Regions from separate parts of the Mus musculus genome. Here region 2 is linked to region 1. A link is a contact called in public HiChIP or PLAC-seq data. All regions are on one chromosome and are shown on one strand. Each heading gives the region's core, a stretch centred on a gene start, on an enhancer-like site or on the middle of the called end of the contact. The rest is flanking DNA. Distances are from core to core; before and after follow the strand shown. Region 1 holds the start of Pygb (brain glycogen phosphorylase). Region 2 overlaps Abhd12 (abhydrolase domain containing 12).

What was found. HiChIP or PLAC-seq counts read pairs in DNA pulled down with a chosen protein or histone mark.
Region 2: a contact with region 1 is called in an H3K4me3 HiChIP or PLAC-seq map of embryonic stem cells, with 21 read pairs. The contact joins the enhancer-like site here to the promoter of Pygb in region 1. A contact is called at or near these places in 1 of 484 Hi-C or Micro-C datasets (uterus), 4 of 115 datasets of contacts at active chromatin or transcription factors (bone marrow-derived macrophages, effector CD8 T cells and embryonic stem cells) and 3 of 9 other capture datasets (adipose tissue, liver and pancreatic islet).

Annotation. Positions count from the first base shown.
Region 1 is chr2:150,784,643-150,789,408 of GRCm38.p6, forward strand. It overlaps Pygb (brain glycogen phosphorylase), which reads left to right and starts at 2,154. Exons shown (of 20, transcript NM_153781.1): 1 at 2,154-2,468. The coding sequence starts at 2,226. It overlaps Gm30141 (a long non-coding RNA gene), which reads right to left and starts at 2,110. Exons shown (of 3, transcript XR_375102.4): 1 at 1,329-2,110.
Region 2 is chr2:150,835,203-150,840,034 of GRCm38.p6, forward strand. Abhd12 (abhydrolase domain containing 12) reads right to left here. Exons shown (of 13, transcript NM_024465.3): 7 at 4,518-4,647; 8 at 3,539-3,576; 9 at 3,113-3,192; 10 at 2,150-2,232; 11 at 71-149. Among named protein-coding and RNA genes, the nearest start is that of Gm23598, 46 kb to the right of the region's middle. Within about 2 kb of position 1,894, at least 23 of the 459 cell types and tissues checked have an H3K27ac peak or open chromatin away from gene starts, as enhancers often do. A contact at or near this core is called in bone marrow-derived macrophages and embryonic stem cells, where this site is marked.

The DNA of each region.
Region 1 (4,766 bases), core at 904-3,403:
GCCAGTGTTGAGATTACAGGCATGGCTAGCTCTTTGGAAACCTGTAGTCTGTTCCCCTGGACTGTGGAAGTGTCATGAGGGCACATACACTGAGAAGACTTCTGAACTGCCAAATCACTCTCAAGGAGGTTCCATTAATCAGAGTCCCCAGCCTCCAGCCTAGCAGGAGCCCCACAGCCCTGCCATCAGGGGCTGAAATTTGATCTTGCTGACTTGAGAATCCCAAGGAAAAAGTGTGGAATGAATTCCAAATCAGAGCAAGAGTAGGGGAAAACATTCCAGTGTGTTGTCTCCCAAGAAGTCTGCCACTGAGTAGAGGTTGAGGTAAATTAACTTTGGAATCATCAAACCAGGAACAACTTAATTTGCCTTTTCTAGAACTGGCACTGGAATGCAGGGTATCCATTGTGCAAACCACACTATTACTGAGCTACACCTCCAGTCCTACACCTGGACTTTTATGACATCCCCTGTGGCAACCTTTATCTCCATAAGCAGGACCGTCTGCATCCCCATCAGCTAACCTAAAGAGGCAAATGAAGGCAAGTCACTGACCTCACTATGTGGGGAAAGCGTCTCCACAACAAGGGAAGGCAGTTCTTCTGGGGCCAAGGGAGTTTACAGGAGGCAGCACTGTATATCGATGACCAGAGGGTCTCATCCCAGAGCTCCCTGGGAAAGAGTGCCAAGCGGCAGCTTTGAAAGCTGCTCCCCACATATGGTGAAGGGTTATGTGTCTCTGTCAGAGAGGCTGATCTCTAGCTATAGGGTATTCCTTCAAAAACTATATATATTCATGTATGAATGTATGTCTGTATAATTTTATGATAGCTTGGTGTCTGGTTATGTAGGAGTCAATTGGATTAAAGTTTTACTTAGGTAGGTTGAGTCCTGCCTTGTTAAAAAAAAAAAAAAAAAAAAAAAACCACCCACCCTTTATCTGGAAAACAAACATTTGCCAAAACTGCCTGAAGGGAAGGTTGTCACAGAGGACTAAGGTCATGCTGAACCTCCTCTTACAGTTTGCTAAGAGAAAAGTTCTTTTACAGTCCAAGACTACTGTTATTTGCAATTCCTGTATGCCTTTTTATTGCTACCTGCCTGATACATATTATTGAAATTATAATGTATTCTTATATAAAACCATTTGTTTCTGCAATTTATGTTGCTGTAAACACTCCTAACTAAACTCCCTTAATGATTAAGGGATTCAGAGACCACTCTGAGATGGTCCCCTAGGCAGGCAGTGTTGCCTCCTGACCTATAAACGGTAAGAAATTTGGGCTGGCCTAAACCCTTTCAGAACCTCAGCTTGCTTCCCTGCTCACCAATGAAATGTTTCTCCTTCTTCTCCTTGTGCATGGCTGACTTCTTTCTGGATGGAATTTTTCTTTAACAACCAGAAAGGTTGTGATTGATAGTAGCCTCTGCCCATCCTTGGAGAGAATGCTGTATACTTAATTTGCAGCAGATTTTTTGTGTTTGTCACTGCAGCCTAGACTGGCGATTTGTATTTTGAGGAGTTCCATGCAGTTTGTTCTCCAGAGCTGAAGTGGTGTCATGGAGGCACAAACATTGATATGACTTATGAATTTTTAGTTTTTGCACAAACAACGTTTTTTTCTTGCGTGTGTTTTCAGAACCACCTGTCAGCTTGGCGACGAGTCCCAGCAGGTATTGGGGGCTGTCTGTCAAGCGTGTGCACACTTCTCTGAACGTTTAACAGAGCTCAGCTACACCTGAGCACCCAATGCAGTCCTAAAAAGGGCATCTGGTGATTCTGTGCAGAGCCAGTCCCTGCAGCCCCGGAAACTCCAGGAAGTCCCTGAATGGCAAGAGTTTGCCTTCCAGTGTGGCAGGCGCAGCCACTGGTTCGGTTTCTACTTTTGCCTCATAAAAGTGGTAAATCTTAGGTATGGGGAAGCTGCAGTCCGGTTTTTCCAGCCCCAGACACACCAGTAAAGGAATAAACCATTTCCCCTCGAGCGTCCACGTTCTCTTCCCGGCTGAAACAGCCTGATTGACGGGCTCTTTCTCCGAGGCTCCGCCTCCAGATCAGCCCACGCCCATCCACAGGGCCCGGCCCTCTCGCAAAGCGCAGGCGCAATCCGTATGAGCCGGCCTCCGCTGCAGTCCTTGGCGCCAGAGACACCGCAGCATCCCAGCGCTAGAGTCTTCTCTGCTCGCTCCAGGGCCGTACCCTGTCCTCTGCCTCTTCTGGCGCCATGGCGAAGCCGTTGACGGACAGTGAGAGGCAGAAGCAGATCAGCGTGCGTGGCATCGCGGGGCTGGGCGACGTGGCCGAGGTGCGGAAGAGCTTCAACAGACACCTGCATTTCACGCTGGTCAAGGACCGCAATGTGGCCACGCCCCGCGACTACTTCTTCGCTCTGGCACACACAGTTCGCGACCACCTAGTGGGCCGCTGGATCCGCACGCAGCAGCATTACTATGAGCGGGACCCCAAGGTGAGCAGCCCGCCCTCCCTGGGAGGGAGACCGAGCCCAGGGCAGGGCGGGTCCCGCCCCCCCCCCCCTCCCAAGTATCGCCCACGGGCCTGGTCCCTGTTGCACCACGGTCACCTGCGACCAATGAAGAGACAGTAGAGTTATGCATCCTCCTTCGAAGGACCGGTGCATACCCTCTCTTTCGGGTTTCGTTTTAATTGAGACCCATCCCCCTGCTCCCCGGCCCGCAGTCCCCAGTCCCTAAGTATGGCTTTGAGTGGCCCCTTGTCTTCCACCGCAGTCAGTCCCCCACCGGTACGTTGTCTGGAATCTGGCTGTATGGAGCCAGGCCTCTGCCCACGGCGGAGTTGCGCATCCCAGAGAAGTGCTCTAGGGGTCTGCTCTTGCCGGCGGATTTTCCGGCTGTTTTCCAGCTGTGGACTTCCGAGATGGCTTCAGAGTTCATGCTTCCTCTACTCCCCCACTCCCCTCCCCCTTTTGTTTTTCTGCAGCCCCGAGCGAAGAAGATGGGGGACTGGAACTAGATCCGGTAGTTTTATGAGTCGGAAAGGGGTGAGATCAGTAATCTGCAGGGAATTGCCCCGCCCCGTGCTCCCCACCCTACCCCCTACTCCGAGACTGATGAGAAGAAAATCACTTGTAATGCCTGCCTGAAACAGGAGAGGGTCCGAAACTCAAAGATGGAATCCTCGTGGGGAAGGCTGCCTTTGAGGTTTCCACCTTGACAAAACTTGTTAGCAAGTTGCTTTAGAAGTTGTAGCATTTTTTCTGTTTTGCAAACCTTTATTCTTAGTAGGAAAACAAAATACACTGAACGGAGCCTTTGACAGTTCTCACCACCCCAACCCCCAAAACTTCTCAGCTCTGTCTGCTGGACTGCTAACTCTGTGCAATTAAGCTGGCTTCAAACCCACGGAAACCCACCAGCCTCTGCCTCCAGAGTGCTGGGATTATTAAGGCGTGTGCCAGCTCCACCAGGTCCCCCAGTCCTCCTTATTCTGTTCCGTTTATGTTTCCAGGTAATTGCTGTTCCTAAATACACAGGTATGCATATTTGTATGCTGCACAATTTTGTGGCTTTTATTTCATCCGAAACCATTTGTGGCTTCACTCATAAACAGGGCTCTGGGTCAGTAATACATACTGGTGCTTTTAAGCTTATGCAGGTATCATATTTTTACACATCCCCTGTTGCAAGAATTTCTCTCTCTCTCTCTCTCTCTCTCTCTCTCTCTCTCTCTCTCTCTCTCTCTGCATTTGGTATGGAGAATTCTGCCTATCTTGTATTAAGACAGAGTGAAAACTAGCAAGGAAAAAACTCTTGCCTATCTGGGGCCAGTTAGTGATGATCTGATTTGCCATAGAAATCTGGGCACCCAGCTGGGCGGTGGTGGCGCACGCCTTTAATCCCCACACTTGGGAGGCAGAGACAGGCAGATTTCTGAGTTCAAGACCAGCCTGGTCTACAGAGTGAGTTCCAGGACAGCCAGGGCTATACAGAGGAACCCTGTCTTGAAAAACAAACAAACAAACAAAAAAAGCCAAAAAAACCAAACCAAACAAACATACAAAAAAGAAATCTGGGCACCCAACAGCTGTCTTAGTGACAGAGCTTTTTAGAGTAATTTTTTTATAGGGCATTAAAGTATATTTGATAATTGCTAAGAGTAAAAATTAATTGCTTTCCAAACTCATTCTGGGGCTTTTTCCCTTCCTGAAATAAAGATGCTGAGGACAGGCTGTTAGAATGCTAGTTGGGCTTCTTCATAGTTAGTATGCAAGGCAGCTTCTAAAGAAGTGGCCCCAAATGGCTAAAACAGGTTATTGCAACAAGGGCTTGGGATCACTGCCAGGGAAACTGGCCAGGAGCAGCGGCTCCCCCAGAATGCCTTGTTAGTAGAAGAGCTGTGTTGCTCAGATTCACTGGTGTTGTTCAAATAGTGGATGACAAGGGATCCAGCTTTGCCTGCAGTTCAAGGTCATTTCTCAGGAGTTGGAGGACACTGTAGGACTCCTGTTGTGGTGAGTCCAGAGATTAAGGAAATGACTCTCTGGGCAGCAATCTACCCAACAGGTACGATGGTGTGTTCCTGTAGACTCAGCTGCCCCAGAGTTTGAGGTACCCTTGGCACAATCCCCTGTCTCATTTAGGAGACAGGAGAGATAGCCCAGCATAGCCCAGCTTTGGGTGTTTGATACCCTGGTTTTCAGTGTTTGTCTGAGTAACTGATGCTGACAGTCAGCCAGTTCACCTCTCTGCACCATGTGAAGAATGTACTTCCAACAAACCACGTCAGA
Region 2 (4,832 bases), core at 644-3,143, 50 kb after region 1:
TGCCCAACCTGATCTACACTGAGGGCGAATGGCAACTACTGTACCAGGGGCAGCATCACACAACACCCACCTTTCTACCGAGATGAAAGGGCACAACTGGATCATCCTCGGCATGCAAGATGAGCAGAGGACAGGAGATGTGCTTCATACTGCAGGAGAAAGGGGCTGTTAGGTGGAGACCAAAGAGGGGTTGCCTGTACCCATCACCCTGGGCAGAGATTTGGGTTTATGGTGTGTTCTTCCTTGGTGCTTAATAGCCTGAATGTAGCTACGTTTCTTTTTACTATAGAACTAAGAAATAACTTCTTAGGTTTTGTTCTGTTTTGTTTGAAATAATTATGTATTTCAGCTAAGTGTTAAGATGTCAATCTAGAGGTCATTTCACTCCCCAACATCTGATCCCTGCGTATTTTATGAAAATGGAAAACCATTAACTTTGCCAGTAGCTACATTAATAGTAACAACAACAACAACACACAATCTTTACAAATAAGGGTATTTAAATGCTCTAAGAATCTTACTGCAAATGGGTATTACTAAGAACCTGTTGGTTAAAAGAATCCGTGCTCCACTTAATCTTGTGTAATTGTCATTTAAGTCATTCTAGCTTTGAGTCCTTAATGGCAAATGTCACAATAGGTCCAACAGAGCCAGAGTTCTTCAGCAAGCCACAGCGTCCTGTAGAGCAGCTACCAGGACTGGACAGGGCGACTGGGGTAGCCACTTGAGCTGTTTCAATCTTGACCTCTAATAGAGCTGTGCACTTCCCTGAAGTTAGCACAGTGCCATCCCGACAGAGAGAGCGTGCGACCCCAAACATAATGTCCTACTAGCTGGCACCCAGCACACATAGGACTCATGTTGGTGCATTTCTTGTGTATATACCCACACACATGTACATGTAGGTAAAGGCCAGAGGATGATCTCAGACATTATCTCCAGGTGCCTGCCTACCTTTTGTTTTGAAACTGGATCTCTTACTGACCTCAGGCAATCAGAAACCTGTTTCTGCCTTCTTAGCACTTGAATTACAAGCATTATCTTCATGCCTGGCTTTTTCTTTACATGAGTTCTGGAGCTAAAACTCAGGTCTTCATGCTCACAAGAAAAGCACCCAGTGGTGAGGCATCTGATAAGCTGTTTCCTTTAACCTAAGCCTCTTGGAGAAAGCGGCAAATCCTTGGTACAGAAACTGTCCACGTGAGCGCAGGAGGGTCCCATTTACCCACGAAGCTGTTATGCAGGCTCAAGCAGGTTCCACTGGTGCTCGGTCCGCAGCTACTCATATCCACCTATCTCTGTGGGAGAGCTGGAGCCAAAGGCTTCCTGGGGCCAATACTCACTTTTTTTAAAAGCAAATTTGCTTTACTCAGATAACTGTCTTGTAAGATCTACAATGGTAATACTTAAGCAAGGGGTTTTGTTTGTAATGGTTACTTAAATTTTAATATGGTACATTTTTATTTTTAGAAGCAAAAATACATACCTGAAGGAAAACTGCTTATGTTTTCACATCTATTTCAATGTGGTCACTATTAAATTTAAATACTGCTTTAATGTCTATTTAGAAGCCCTGGGTTCTAGACTGGAAAAATATATGGACGAAAATATGTTATTAATTTTTTACAATTCTTTACTTCTATACCAAAAGAAAAGTGTTCCCTTTTAATGACTGTTTTCATTATCTACTTGTTCAGTAGATACAGCGCTCGCTGCACAATCCTGACAATATAATGTGACTTCTGGAGCCTATGTAGCAGGCATCTGTAATCCCAGCACCCCTGCGGTTAAGACAGGAAACAGAGGCAGGAGGATGGCCCAGAAGCTGTGGGTCAGCATGCCTAGAATAAATATGCAGCACGGCAGAAACAGCGAGAGAGAGCGCGAGAGCCTGCCTGACGAGGTGGGAGGAGAAACCCGGGATGCTGGGATGCTGACTCCCGGGTTGCACACAGTGGCAGAGACAGACCTGCCCTGCCATCTAAATGCTCTTTCTTTTTTCTAATACTAAGCTCAACTTGACTTTCCCTTTCAAAAGACACGGGGGACCAGCCGTGGGTCTTCTGAAGCCCACTCTGTCGGGCTAATACCGCGCTGAGTCATGGGGTGGGGCCCTGTGTCTTTCTATTCACTCCACCACAATACTCACTTTTCGTCATTTGCAAATTTAATTCCACTGCTTGTAATGGGGTCGAGGAAGAACCAGTCAAAGCCAGGGAAGTATCGGTATATCTGAACAAGACAGAAAGCGTTTTCAGAAGGGCTAAGATAGCTGTGCAGAAGGAAAAGGCTGAGAGTTATGGCAGTTTAGGTTCAAGGAATTAGGAGACGTGCAGTTTCCATTTCCAGCTTTGTCCTGGCTTTGCGACTGGGAAGAGAAGACTCATCCGGCCCCGTAGATCAGATGGGGCTTCCACAGCTCACGTGCAACCACAAACCAGACTCTCCACAGACAGAAAGACAGATGCCCACCAAGGAAATGGGACTCAAAGGCTGTTTCCTCACAAACTGTCGGGGAGAGGCAGCACCAGTGACATGAGAAAATAAAGGGGTGTTCTGGCATGGGGGGAGCATGAAACCTACTCCAGGTCACACACTGGTCAGGAGCTGAAGTGGGAAGTAGCAGGGCGGGGTGGGGAAAAGGATGGATTCCACCCCATGAGGGAGAGGTGGGGACGGACCGGCCCTAGAGCAAGGTTACCTGGATTTTACTCTGAGACAATCCTGGGATGTCCAGTGCACTGAGCCTGGGTTCTAATAATCCTCTAGTACCCATAGTGTAGGCTCCACCCCAAGGAGGGAGCTAGTCTGTAGCCTTCCACAGCACCAAGTGGGCAGAGATGCTGTGAGATCAGGTGTGCAGTGAAGCCAAATAGGACTGGGTATGCAATGTGGCCACAGGGGCAAAGCCTCCTACAATGCCAGTGCCCTGGGCTGAAAGCTACTTCCCCCTTCTTTGGCAGCTCTATGGGCAGGCCAGTGCCGAGAACTATGAGTCTTTAGTAAATGTTAAGTCATTCCTTTTATGATGACTAGTTTCATTATCTACTTGCTCTTATTTTCATAATTATCATTTTAATAATGAAAATACATTTTATTTTCATATACTTGCCACTGAAAATGGATGACTCTTTGCTTCTTCACGAATATTTGTGAATGGAGACTCCAATATAAGGGCATCTGGTGGCGTCTCTAGATAGACAAAGAGAATAGACAGTGGGTAAGAAGTGACAGAGCCAGTGAAGCTAGGGGCTGGGGTGTGGAGACAGGACAGAGAGACCAGGTACCCACTTTTGCAGGAGCTTCCCACCACTATCAGCCCCAGCCCCCAAGGGGCTCCAGATGACTTTAAAGGATCCTACTGGGAGGGCAGGTCGGGGCAAACTCTGAGAACACCTGGGGCCCCACCCTTGACGGTCAGCTCATGCTATCACTGTGCAGCTTGTCAGTTAGACCTTGCTTGCCAAGCAAGAATGCATAGCAGGGATCGGATCACTAACAACATGGTCCCCAGCCACACGGTGCCTGGCTCTCTCACCTCGCTCACAGAGGCGCCGTACCAGATTTGTTGCCACTCTGGAAAGAAAAAACAGTTCAGCTGAATTCTGAAGAAAATCCTTTTAAGTGAAGCTGTGCGGATCCTGGAAAATGCTCAGAGACTCTGACCCGAGAAGCTAACTGAGAGCTTCAGGGTGAGCGGGAGGAACAAGGTGAACCATAAGTTGACCTTTCTTAAAAGGTGACAGCAGCCACCCTCCTGTCCTCAGACATGTGATCTCTCCCACAGGTTGCCCTGTTCCCTCCTTTCACCTGGTACACTGGCTGGTTGGTACAGTTACTGCTGAGAGACAGGAGGACAGTAGCACTTGTCATCTACCAGGGTCAGGGACCTCCTGCTGTCTTAGAATAACACCTGGCAGATGCTGTGCAGACAACCAAAGAGAAAGCTAGCATCCTTCCACTGGGGTACCCTCCCTCCTCCCAGCAGGGCTGCAGGATGATAGCCACATGAGGAAAGGGGCTAAGTAAGGGCTGAGCCAGTATGCTCGCAGAGGAAGGTATCAGAAGACAAGGACCAAGGCTCTTTTTAGGACTTCACTCTGCAGAATCCAGGTACATCTTTTTTCTTGGTCTTCCCTGCTAAGCTGAACATGCCAAAGTGACAAAGCTGGTTCCAAACATCTCTCCCTGGTGCTCCTGGACTCAGTGGTTGGTAAACACACCTAAGTCACAGCTGACACTGTCTAGGTACTCTGTCTGCACTCTGAAAATGCTTTGAGAGCAGAGCTCCCTGGAACCCTGGCTGCCATCTCCATGCCCATATTGGTTCTAAGGCACTTCTGAACTTCAGTCTCTCCTTAGTCTCTCATGTGCTTCACTCCCTTACCCTACACAGGGGCAGGAACCAGGACTGAGGACTGGAAGATGCTACAGGCTCAGAGACACTGGGCTGCTTCAGAGGTCACACAATGAGGCCTGCCTTCACTACATTACCCTTCTGCTTTGAGAGCTCTTACCCGGTGCCCAGTGAATGGCCCCAAATATACACAGGATTATCACCACTTCTTGCTTTGATCCAGTCAAAAACATGGAGTGCGTCATACGTCATGCCTCGCTCCGATGGTGTTCCTACTGAGTCACCCCAACCTGAGAGAGAGGAATGTCAAAGGCAGCTGGTGAACTTACAGCAGCTCCAGTGAAAGCTGCCCCATGAGCAACAGCAGCCCTATCTGTGTGTCCTCAATTCCACTCCACTCTGGTGGTAGGGAGACAGGCAGGAGGACACAGAAGTGAACTTTCCTTACTTTTGCTGGCTGACAAACCAGACGGCC